Regions from separate parts of the Neogale vison genome. Here regions 1 and 3 are each linked to region 2. Evidence: chromatin contacts called from public Hi-C data. All regions are on one chromosome and are shown on one strand. Each heading gives the region's core, a stretch centred on a gene start, on an enhancer-like site or on the middle of the called end of the contact. The rest is flanking DNA. Distances are from core to core; before and after follow the strand shown.

Region 1 (3,998 bases), core at 1,113-3,612, 400 kb after region 2:
ATAAAACTTATGTGACTCTGGTCTCTCTCTCAAAAGATCTCACTCCACTCTATTCACCCTTCCTGTGATGATGTGAGATGATTAAAATGCTTATGGGATGAGATGAAGTGAGGGGAATGACACTGGCCCTGTGATGTAGTGCTGGGCTCCTACTGACCTTCTGAAGCTCCCTCGGGAGGGTCAGGTGTTCCCAGACAATGGACCACAGATCACTGGAGCTGGGGAAAACAAAACAGCAGGTAACAGAGACTACTGTACCGCCTTTGATCTGTTCCCCTGTCATGGACATTTGGGTTGTTTCTACTTTCTGGCTATTGTGGATAATGCTACTCTGAACATGGAAGTACAAATGTCTGCTCAAGTCCTTGCTTTCATTTCTCCTGGGCATATGCCCAGGAGTGGAATTGCACAGAGAAATTTTTTAAAAAGACAAAAACAGGGGCGCCCGGGTGGCTCAGTCGGTTAAGTGTCTACCTTCAGCTCAGATCACGACCCCAGGGTCCTGGGCTAGAGCCCCACATTGGGCTCTCAGCTAAGTGGAGAGCCTGCTTTTCCCTCTCTCTCTGCTGCTCCCCACCCCTACCCTGTTTGTGCCCTGTCTCTCTCTATCTCAAATAAATAAGATCTTTTTAAAAAGGACAAAAGCGTTGTGCCTCAAAAGAGATGTCAATGTGCTCATATTGCAATCCTGTATGGAGAACAGACACTTTAATAAATTGGGGGCATCTGGGAGGCTCAGTCGGTTGAGCCTCTGCCTTCAGCTCAGTTCATGGTCTCCAGGTCCTAGAATGGAGCCCCACTACAGGCTCTCTGCCCAGCAGGGAGCCTGCTTACCCCCCCTCTCTCTCTGCCTGCCTCTCTGCCTACTTGTGACTTCTCTTTCTGTCAAATAAATAAAAAATCTTAAAAAAAAAAACATGAGCTACCCTAAGTTTTAAGTAAGAGGGCTAAGGAAGCATGGAAGGGAAGCCAGCAGGCTCCTGGATCAATCTGGGAAGGCTTCACAGAGGAGATGAAATTTGAGCTGGATTCTGATAGGTGGCTAGGAGTTTGGCTGACAGAAAAAAATGGAGAAGGATAAGGGGGAAAACACAACTCTTTTTTTAAAATAGTAGATAAGGGTGCCTGAGTGGCTCAGTGGGTTAAGCCTCTGCCTTCAGCTCAGGTCATGATCTCAGGGTCCTGGGATTGAGGCCCACATCGGGCTCTCTGCTCAGCAGGGAGCTTGCTTCCCCTCTCTATCTCTGTCTGCCTACTTGTGACCTCTCTCTCTGTCAAAAAAATAAATAAAATCTTTTAAAAAAATAAAAGATTTTTAAAAATTAAAAAAACAGTAGACAAATGCTAAATGAACATGTACTTTGATCCAGCAACTTCACTCCTCAGAATTTCCTGGCAGATATCTTCGTACATGTCCCCCCAAGGAAGACATCCAAAGACCCTCGCTACGGCAATGTTTGTAAGATTCTAACCTGGAAGCAGCCCCGAGCCCATTATGAGGAGCTGGTTAAATAAACCGTGGTTCAGCCATACCACAAATTAATATGCAACCATTAAAAAGACCGAAGGGGGTCTCCCTGTGCTGATACTGCAAGAATTCCAGACTTACTTTTAACTTAAAAAAAAAAAAAAAAAGATGTCAGTGTATACCCAAATTCTTTCCCTGGAAGGATACACAAACTGTTAAGAATTATTACCTTCGGGAGGAACAACTGCGGTTTGAGGGAAGAAAAACTGAAGTTTCATGTGATACCATCCCTGCTTTTTTTTTTTTAAAGTCATATGCACATATTGCATTAAAAGAAATGTTAACACGACTCTCAGGGTGATAGGATTATGGGGTGTTTTTCCTCTTTATGCTTTCCTTATTTAAAATATTTTAAAGAGGAAAGCAGTTATTTTTCTGTAATGATTTCGTCCCAATGGCTCCTGGAGGCAAGAGGACGGAGTAGATACTTAAAGGGCCAGGCTCCTTAAGGAGTTTGTCTTAGAAGTTTGCCAGGATTCCTTTCAAGACAAAATGGTGTTCTCCCATTCTGGAGAGAGAAACTGAGGAGCAGGGATAAGAGAAAAGGATCAAAAATCCAGGGCAAGGAAAGCGTAGAGCCAGGGCAGGTCCCCGGAGCTCCTGCCTCGTCGAGGTAGGGCATCTCCAGCTCCTTGGCAGGGTCTGCACCCCTCAGGGGACCCAGGGCTCCGGGACAGAGACCCAGCCACACAGGGTTAATGCGGGTGCCGCGCTTCGTTGAGCATGGTGGAGAAGGAGAGCAGGGGCCGAGCGCGGAGGGGCCCGGCCCAGCCCGGCTCCAGGCTGCATTAATAAAATGCAGGTGTTTTCACAGTGGCCGTACAGAGCAGGGAAGGGTATCCACGGCAGCGGGCATGTAGAAATACAGAAACAAGAGCCGAGTGTGGTGGAGAAAAATGTGCCTGCGAATAATGAGAAAGCATTTTGGAAAGGGGGCTGACTTTGGGGTTAGGTGGAATGCAGCAGTTTCTGGCACAGGCCTACCCAATAGCTGTGTGTGTGTGTGTGTGTGTGTGTGTGTACACAGGCTCCTGCCTCCTGCACACACAAAGGCAGGCACACTCATCCACCCACCATCACCGCTGCCACCACAGATCTTTCTCCCAGCAACACCTCAGACAACACAAATTTGGCCTTTGACCAGGGAATCGTTCTGACATTTCCCCCAGCCCCTGTGGTCAGCCTTTTCCCGCCTGCCCTCCTCTCTTCGGACCCACCTACCCCCTCTTTTTCCCTCATCTTTCCCTTTGTCTGTGGGGTCTTCAGTGGACTGTATCTCCAGTTGGCCTGCCCGGATTTCTTAATCCCCCTTGGCTCTGCTTCCAGGCAGGCATTTCGTGAGCCCGACTCCCCACCCCCACCCCCTTTCCCAAGCCCCTCCTTCCCTGCAGCTGGGAAGGAGGCAAGAACAACATAGTGCCTCCGCCCTGGGCTTCTAGAAGACCATGGAAGCTTGCTAGCTCGGGTATTCCGGCTCCTGCTGCTTCAGTCCTGCTGAAATGCTCCAGTCATTTCATTTCTTTTAATCCGGAGACTAAAGGTGATTACTACAGAGAGAGGCATGACAAAGCAGTACAGGGAAGACTCCCTCCTCTTGGCCACCGCAAGGGCAGGACAGGAACTTGGAGGTGGGCAGAAGCTCCCTGGGAGCTGGGCCTGGTCCTTCGCCCCTCCTCCCTCCTATCTCTCGGGGTAGGGAGTGGCAGAGAGAAAAATCCCCGCTTTGCTCCTGCCTTCCAGGGGCTTTCAGCTTGCCCTGAGTTCAAAGAGCTTAAAGTGAGTCATTTCTGTGATTTATTTCGTTGACTCCTTGTCTGAGACCTAGCCTAGATCTGCAATTGTAAGCATGTTGTTCTAACACAGGGAAAGGCTTTGGGAGATCCTGGCCACCCTCGGAGGCCCTGCATGGCCCAAGGTGGGCTGGTGCCTGATTGGGAGGTGAGATTCCTCCAAATGGACATGGGTTCTCCATTCCCCTTGATGAGGGAGGGACTGGGTTGAGTTGGGTTGAGGGCTCCAAAAAGGCCTCTGTCACTGGCTGCTAAACTCACCCTGAGCATCTCTGCAGGCAAACCCCCCGCCCAGCCCACTGAGGCAGGATCTGCGTGGGGCAATGGTCCGTCCAGCTGCACTATGAATGTGTTCCCCAGAATTCAAGGTCAAGACGGGGAAAGAGGGTGACAAGAGCCTGTCAGCTGTTGTCCATCCTGGCCTGTCTGAAATGGGGGGCACCAAGCTCTAAAGGGTCAGGTTCTTAATTTTTCCGCTCCCATCCTCCACCAACCGCCTACCTCCCGGCGCCAAAACAACACGCAAGAGAAAACAGAGCAGGCGGAGCAGGGCTGGGAAGGCAGCAACCAAGCAGTCTCCTGCGTGTCCCCACCCACAGCCCAGGGCCGGTGGCCCCTTGGAGGAGGCAGGACTGGCCATCGGCTGCGGGTGCTAGGCTCCAGAAGTGCTAGGGAATCCC
Region 2 (4,334 bases), core at 286-2,785:
GGGACTTCTTCAAGATCAAAAGCTTCTGCACAGCAAAGGAAACAGTCAACAAAATAAAGAGGCAACCCATGGAATGGGAGAAGATACTTGCAAATGACAGTACAGACGAAGGGCTGATATCCAAGATCTATAAAGAGCTCCTCAAACTCAACACACACAAAACAGATAATCAACATCAAAAAATGGGCAGAAGACATGAAGACACTTCTCCGAAGAAGACATACAAATGGCTAACAGACCCATGAAAAAATGTTTGTCATCATTAGCCATCAGGGAGATTCAAATCAAAACCACACTGAGATACCACCTTACACCAGGTAGAATGGCCAAAATTAACAAGACAGGAAACAACAAGTGTTGGAGAGGATATAGAGAAAGGGGAACCCTCTTACACTGTTGGTGGGAATGCAAGTTGGTGCAGCCACTTTGGAAAACAGTGTGGAGATTCCTTAAGAAATACTCCCCCTTTTCCACTGAGTACCTCTCTTCCCACTCTCTCTTCCTCGTTTCTTTCTCGTCCTCTTCCTCTTTCACAGTGCTCTTGTTTCTTTTCTTTCTTTTCCTTTTCCTCTCTCGCTGTCCACTCTGAAAACATTAATATCTCAAGGTTTGTGTTTCAAACTATTTTCCAAAAATATTTCCTCTTTGGAGTCTAAGAATAAACTTAGAAATGGAGGTAAACAAAAAGGTTGATAGAAAGGGTTAATAATATTAATAATATCAGTGAGAGGTGGAGAATAACAGTAAAGATAAGTGTAAGACAGTTAACTGGAGATAATTAAGAATTGACCTTAGGTTAAAAAAAAAAAAAAAAAGGAAAAAGAAAAAGAAAAGAAAGCATTGACCTTAGAGGGCACCTACCTCATTGCTTGTCTAGACCCAGGAAAGAGGATGTGTACCTCTCTATGGGGCTTGTCTGGCCCCATAGTTTCAAAGCCTGCTTTCATATCTGACTTGTCCAGCTCCTTTTATAAACTGCTTGCCCCATAAGACAATCATTCACTCTTCTTTTTCACAGTACCCACAGGGAAGGACCTAAAAGAGTGAGACCATTCAACTGTATTGTTGAGTTGTGGTCATTTCATTGAGATGAGTTCAAAAGTACACATATTTACGGGCAAAAGTTATCACATAGTTTTTCCACCTAAAGTGGAACATCTGATGCCTGAATAAGTCAGGATTTAGTTTCTGAAATGCTCGTGCCATGGTCTCACCTCTCTGCTGAAATGTAGTAGCAATTCATCGTAGTCCCTGGTCATGGATACCTATTGATACAGTCTGTATGGCTATACAATTTGTCCTCTTTTTCTTAAAGTAAGTTCTATGTCTGGAATAATGCCATTTCTCTACACTAAAAACATTAGCTCGTCTTACAGCTAACATAAGCTGAAAATTAGAGGTGCCTGGGGGAGGGAAATGAGGCAGGTGGATTGTTTATATGAGTGCTATAGTTTCACTTTTTATGCACCAGTCACCTTGGAAGAATTAATGCCCTGTAAGTGTGCCAATCAGATTGCTCCAGTCATCTCTAAACATTCCATTTAGTTTATTAGAATAATAAATACTGTGCAAAGAAAGTTCATCTGGATCCAGGACATTATACTGTGGTCAAGCTATATATGTGCTGCACCTTCCCTCTGACTAGACTGGGTCAGATGACCCACTGAATTTGACAAATGCCTCTAGATTTACCCTATTTTGGCATGGAATTTGTGGACTGGTTTCTGGATGTATAGCCCTCATAACTGAAGTTACACCACCTTTGTAATCCATCCTGGCCAATGTTGGTGGCCATTTCCCTGGCCATTTCTGACACGCCCCTCAACATTTGATGCTGCAAAGTGTTCTCTGTGGAGAGGATAAGAGGTGTCTCTTCATTGTGCCAGAAAGATTTGGGTACCTGAAGTCCCCTTTTTGATGTATCACGTAGTCCACTAAATGTTTCATCTGATTTGATGACTGTGACTCTGGATTACTTTTAGTTGGGAAGGTCTCAGTGCTTGTGTCTGGCTCTCAGTCCTCTCCATAGTGTATCCCTTCTCCTCCTGGTCACAGCTGTTCCCCAGCGATACCTCTTCTGTTCTCAGGGAAATGGGCCTGGAAAGCACACTGCTCAGTCATTTTACTTTGGTTATAATGACTTGATTTTCCTCCCAAGCCCTTTTCCTTCTCTTTAGCGTCCTTTTTCTCTGCAGTCAGTTCACCATCCTGGTGTGTTTCCAAGGCCTGGGTCAAATCCCACCACCTACTGTCTTAATCCTTCACCAGCCTCTCTTGCCACTACACTTCTACAGATCTGACAGTTTGTACAAAAAGATAAACTTTGGCACAGGAAGCAGCCTAATAGAGTTCCATTAAGTACTAAAGTTATCAGCATAAAATCTGGTTCTATTCACGTAAGATATATTAAAGAGATTAAAAGTAATTGATATTTCTAAGAACGAAGTTCATATGTAACGTTTTATTGCTAGGGATATAGGATCTAAGGGAAAGCAAGAAAATCTGAAACTGAAAAAAAAAATTACAAAATGATCAATGCACCAGTCCAACTAATTGCAACATTCAGTACAAAAGGAAAGATGTCCCAGTGTCTAACAATGGAATAATGTCTAGTTCAACTATAGTATACACACTTAATACACTGTGCATTTATTGATAATAATTTCAAATTAAATGATTTTTAAAGATTATGCATTGATAAGAATTTTTGTAGAATGGTAAGCAATAAAAGCAGAATACAAAATTATACAGTTGTGTATATATGAATCAAGATGAGAGGGGAATATGGATAAATGAAAACATTTGTTAAGGTTATGGGATTGGTAATTTTTTGGGAAAGATTCCCATTATAGATACTATAAAACCCTAAATTTTATATCTATAGATATAGTAAGATTTTAACATGTTTTCTGTGATGATTTTTGGCCTCCTAACTTAATTATAAGCACTGTAGAAGTAGAGTCTGTGTCTTTTGTTTCTTTTATACTTCATGTTTTTGAAAAAGTAAATTGCTGTGTAGAAAGAGTAAATTGCCACTATGGAAAACAGTATAGTGGTTCCTCAAAAAAATTAAAAATAGAACTACTGCATGATCTAGCAAATCCACTTCTGGATATTTATCCAGAGGAAATGAAATCACGGTCTCAAAGAGACACCTGCGCCCCCATGTTCACTGCAGCATTATTTGCAATTGGCAAGACATGGAAATAACCCAAGTCTCCACCTATGGGTAAACAGATGAAGAAGATATGTTATATTCATGTGATGGAATATTACTGATTCATAAAAAAGAATGAAATCTTGCTGTTTGCAACAACATGGGTGGACCTTGATGGCATTATGCTAAGTGAAATAAAACAGACAAAGACAAATACCATATGATCTCTCTTATATGTGGAATTAAACAACAACAGTGATAAACACAACAAACTCCTAGAGCCAGAGAACAAATTTAGTGATTGCCAGAGTTTGGGGGTGTGGCGGTGAGAAGGGAAGAGAAATGGGTGATAGGGTCAAGAAAAAAGAAAAACTCCTTTAAAAAAAGTAATAAGGTGTGCCCGGGTGGCTCAGTCAGTTGAGCATTTGCCTTCAGGTCAGGTCATGATCTCAGGGTCCTGGGATTGAGCCCCACATCAGGCTCACATCAGGGGACCATGACTCTGGCTGAGATCATGATGAAAGCCAAAGGCAGCTGCTTAAGCAGTTGAGGTACGCAGGCGCCCCTAAATGTTACTTTTAGATGCATGTGAATGAATTTTTCAGCGTTGGAAATCACATTTAGAGGAAGCTGGAGGATTTTAGGAAGTTGTGGATGTTGGTCTTTCCTCACTCAATCTTTCTTCCATCCAGCCTGTCTGCTTGCTTTCTCGTTTGAAAACACTGAACAAAATGCAAAGAAAAGGAGGATGGTTTCAAAACGCAGAGCACAGATAGAATTCTTAAAAGGCCTTTGCTAGGTTCATCACCTGTGATTTAGTAAGAAGGCACTTGCCTTTTTTGAGGGACTGGAGAATTGGACAAGGTCAAGAATGCCAGTTGTTATTTGACAATATGGTTATAAATGGCTCTGTTTTCATATGATTCCAAGTACAATGAAGTATAGACCGGAGGATGAGCACAGGTCTGTGGGAGGTACGTGCACAGGGCACCAGTGTATTGTTTACATTAGCATTCAGGTCAACTCAAAGAAGCTGGCAACACATTTTATAAAATTAAATTCTCTTAGTCATCCTAGAAAATTTTGGTAAGCAGTCAGTGATTACATTTATTTTAGTCTTTTTGTTTGTTTGTTTGTTTGTTTTGTAGTTAGATATTTTCCAGTGGGTATTTGTACC
Region 3 (4,078 bases), core at 408-2,907, 290 kb before region 2:
TTGTGAAACTCTTTGCTATCAAATAGCAGGAGAATCTCATTCATTTTGTGTGTAATTTGCTTTGTAGATGATGTTGTCCTTCAGTAGACAACAACTGATGCCTCCGTGTCTGATTGGTATCTATGGTTAAGTATAGCTCAAATACTAGTGAATTAAACTTCCATGTGATAATGTGTTTTTCCAGATGAAGGAATCAGCACTCTGTCAAGTGCTTGTCAAGCATTTGACAATTTCAGTGCCATCTAAGATGTGTATTTAGATTGTGGTGAGGTGAGGTAGTGACTGTTATATTGATTTGTAGTCTAGGGAGATAATTGATAACCTTGGTCCCTAGGGCCGGGGACAGGAAGTCTATCACTAAAGAAAGATAATAATCCACAGAGCAGTATTCATTGTTGACCAGCTCTGACAGTGAAACATTAAGACATTCGGGCTCTAATTTGAAAGAGTAGTTGAAAAATAATTATTTGACAGATTCTATACCTATTACTCTGCTAGGTACTGTGAAGTTAGAGTAAATAAGACATAATTCCTGATCTTGAGGTACTTTCATATGGAGGAAGATATATAGACAGATCCTTTTTTCATTCATTGAGGTAAGGACTTTACTCTTTTTTTCTCCCCATTATGGAAGCATACACAAGGGGAGGGTGGATTACTAAATACATTTGAAAACTATATAAGCTGCAGTAAAAACTATTTTTATAAAACTCAAGAATAAAATAATTGCAGAATTCAGGATAGTGATGACCAATTCAAGGGAAGCAGGAAGATGGGAATTCAGGAAGGGCCCATGTGTAATTTGATTGGGACTAGGAATATTCTAATTCATAAACTGGGTGATGGGTTCATAGGTATATATTTTTTCATTATGCATCATAACTTACATAGTATATATATTCTTTTGTATCTATAGTATTATGTAATTTTTAAAAAATCAAGATATTTAAGCAAACATTTCCAAGTCTTAATTTATTAAAAGCTTTACTTAGGATAAGTTATGGGAGAAAAATCAAACTCAACCAAACTACTGCTCTATCTACTGTCTATTCATCTATCCATCCTTCTATCCGTTTTATACTTCAGTTTTTGAAACACGATAAAAATAATATAGAAGTCTTTTCCCATGACCTGAATGTCCTATTTCCCTGCCCCCCCTCAAGTTCCATGTACTCTGTCTAGAACCTGTTTTATAGGTCAAAAGGATTTGGTCTGGGCTGGCCAGCCAGACATTGAAGTATTCATTACCTGTGTGTGTGTGTGTTTAATGATGTTTGTGCATGGCTTAGCTAGGGATTTTGAAATTTTTGTAGGGTTTTCTATTTGCTGGGTGGTTTTAGAATTGAGGGTCATCAGTAAGAAAAAAAAAACAAAGAAAAATACTATTTCGTCTTTCATCTATGTCCCATATTATACAAATGTTCTCTGAAAATAGCACCAATTTTCTGGGAAAGGTCATGACTAAGACTTTTCTCACCCTTTACCCCTACTCTCCAATTCATGTTTCCTTCTTGTAACATGGTCATGTGGTCACCCAAGTCTGGCTTATGAACCGTGTAGAATATTTGTGCAGTTTTGTTTTTTAAGCCCTACACTGTGCACATGATGCACTATTTAATTTGGAATGAGCTCTGAGTTTAGTCACACGTGCTTCTTGTGGTGTTTATCTTGGAATCCACAAGTAGGAGGGAAGTATTTTTGCTTTTTATACATCTGGACATTGTTCTGGTCCTCCTGTAACTTGGGAATTCTGTGTGGGGCAAAATCCAAAGAACAGTATTAAAAATAACGTAGAGTTATAATGACATCTGAGTAAAAACCCTTGAGAATACTCTTCTGATCCCAGCAGAGTTTGATTTTGATCGTGAACTTTCTCAATTGTGTGGTTCACTGTTTGGCTTGAGTAGATTGCTGGAATTACAAGGTTAGCTAACACCTTTGTATGTAGGCTAAAGGGCTGCCAGACTTTCTGAAAGTCTACAGCAGATCTGGCTTTCTGGAGGGAAGATTGTGCCTTGGTTTTGCATGGGTAAGATAGGTAGAATCAATCCTGCTCTTGTTGCCGTGACTCTGCCAGTCTCTTGCTCCACAAGCAGCTTAAGAGATCTGTGAGAGTCTTTTCCATTGGCTCCCTGACTGCCTCATTCCATCTAACTTAGAACTAAAAGGTTAGTCCGAGACCACCTCAGCCCTTGTGAGGACCGGGGAGGGTAGGGGGAGGGTGTCTAGTAACCTTATCTTTCTCCTAATTACATATAAGAAGTTGTTGTTTTAAACACGATTGGACATGGGCTAGCACAGCACCTCCTCCTTTTGGCTGGGGGTCTGCTAGGCTGGAAAATGTGGGAAGGGATGTATGGGAGCATTTGAGTGAGTTTGCATATGGACAGTATTGCTTTTTGGCCCCAATCTAGTTTTCTTTCATTCCCACGTCTCATCTTTTATGCAGCTGCAGAGAGCAGGCTGGGAAAGCAGACTGAAAGCTTCAAACAGATTTGCACTTGAATAAAAGAAAGAGTGATTTCTCTTGTTCAGAGTACAGACCAGTTTGAGGAGAAATCTATTTGCTTTTTCACTTTCTGAGTAAGGACTGTTTGCTTTTTCCCCTTCAAATGTAATAAAGAGGAGGGGTAGCTAATAAAGTGGTTAGAACTTGCCGGTTATAATTCATATAGAATTTTTAAATGTGCTTAATAAGGTTTCTCATACAATTATAAAAGAAGTAAATAATTGGAGGGCAAAGGTCAACAGTCTGTTGAGGTTTTAGAATCAGTTGAATATGAGGTGGTTTGAGCACTGGGATAAGACAACTCAAGTAGGGACTATTTCTTATTGCTGGGTTATTTGGCCTTTCCTTTGGGAATTTTTTTCTCTTTACTTTCGTAATGCATTTTGCAACTTTTAGTTAAAAAAAAATCCATCAAAGTTTAAACTTTTAGCAAATAAACACATTCTGGTTTTATGATGGGAATCACAACATAGCAAAGAATGGCTTGACTTCAGCTGGAGAGAGGTTAATAGTAGGAACTCCAAGGGTTGATATCAAGATCATGCTTGTTTAATGTTTTAATGACTCCAGAAGGAAATGGTGAAATCTGCTGATGACACCAAATTGCTTTTGCTGATCCAAACAGGGATTTCTGGGAAACTTCTTCAGAGTATTTGGAATAGTGGAAGAATTGGGCAATGTGCTGTCAGACACACCAAACTTGAAGTGAAGGTTTACGTGAAGTAGCAGGAGTAATACCAATATACTGAAGTCCCAAGGCCTGCCAAGTTTTCTAAGAGGAAGACTATGAAATCCCAATAAAGGATTTGGTTTGATTCCTCTTGTGAAAGGAAGACTTAGGACAAAAGACACTTTGATATGTAAAAAAATAAAAACCTCCATAGCAGTAGTTGTAATTTTAAAGTGTAGTGATATAAAAATATAATGTCTGAGTTTCTTTTTCTTTTTTTAATGACAAGCTGTTTCCCTTAAAATGGTCACAGAAGATTATATACTCATTTTCTGCATGCTTCTTTCTTTTTGTGGGGAGAAGCTTCTAGTACATTCTTCTAACTGTTTTCTGTGGTAGCACGTCTTCATTTTGGGGATTATTTTTGATTTTTGATATAGCCAGTTGTCATTTAGAATCCAGTGTGATGAATAAGGGGAGTGATCAGATGAAGTAACTTTTAATTATAAAGTACAAAAACTGATTTCTTTATATTACTTCAGCAATTTCTGAAGTAAATTACCGATGAGAAATTGCAAAAAATATTTGTGTAATAGTATTTGAATAATCTTTTTTTTTAATCTTTAGATGCACTGCTTTGTTTCTCCCCCCAGGTTTATGGAGGTATAATTGACAGAGTTATATGAATTTAAGATGTGGAATGTAACAATTTGGTATATGTATACATTGTGAAATGATTACCCCAGTCAAGTAACACTCATCATCTCACATAGTTACTATTTTTGTGTGTGTATTGAAAATGTTCAAGATTTGTTCTCAGTGAATTTCATGTATACAGTACAGTACTGTTAAATATAGTCATCACGCTGTACATTAGATCTCTAGAACTTACTCATAAC

What was found. A called contact is a pair of places that touch in the nucleus more often than the background predicts.
Region 1: a Hi-C map of fibroblasts shows a contact between it and region 2, with 8 times the contacts expected there. The contact joins two enhancer-like sites. A contact is called at or near these places in 2 of 3 Hi-C or Micro-C datasets (fibroblasts and muscle).
Region 3: a contact with region 2 is called in a Hi-C map of muscle, with 5 times the contacts expected there. The contact joins two enhancer-like sites. A contact is called at or near these places in 2 of 3 Hi-C or Micro-C datasets (fibroblasts and muscle).

The regions. Positions count from the first base shown.
Region 1 is chr13:32,622,090-32,626,087 of ASM_NN_V1, reverse strand. No RefSeq gene overlaps it. Among named protein-coding and RNA genes, the nearest start is that of ZFP36L1, 100 kb to the right of the region's middle. Within about 2 kb of position 2,362, the one cell type or tissue checked has open chromatin away from gene starts, as enhancers often do. A contact at or near this core is called in fibroblasts, where this site is marked.
Region 2 is chr13:33,016,857-33,021,190 of ASM_NN_V1, reverse strand. The region is part of intron 7 of RAD51B (DNA repair protein RAD51 homolog 2); the gene reads left to right. Among named protein-coding and RNA genes, the nearest start is that of RAD51B, 380 kb to the left of the region's middle. Within about 2 kb of position 1,535, the one cell type or tissue checked has open chromatin away from gene starts, as enhancers often do. A contact at or near this core is called in fibroblasts, where this site is marked.
Region 3 is chr13:33,303,545-33,307,622 of ASM_NN_V1, reverse strand. The region is part of intron 7 of RAD51B (DNA repair protein RAD51 homolog 2); the gene reads left to right. Among named protein-coding and RNA genes, the nearest start is that of RAD51B, 93 kb to the left of the region's middle. Within about 2 kb of position 1,657, the one cell type or tissue checked has open chromatin away from gene starts, as enhancers often do. A contact at or near this core is called in fibroblasts, where this site is marked.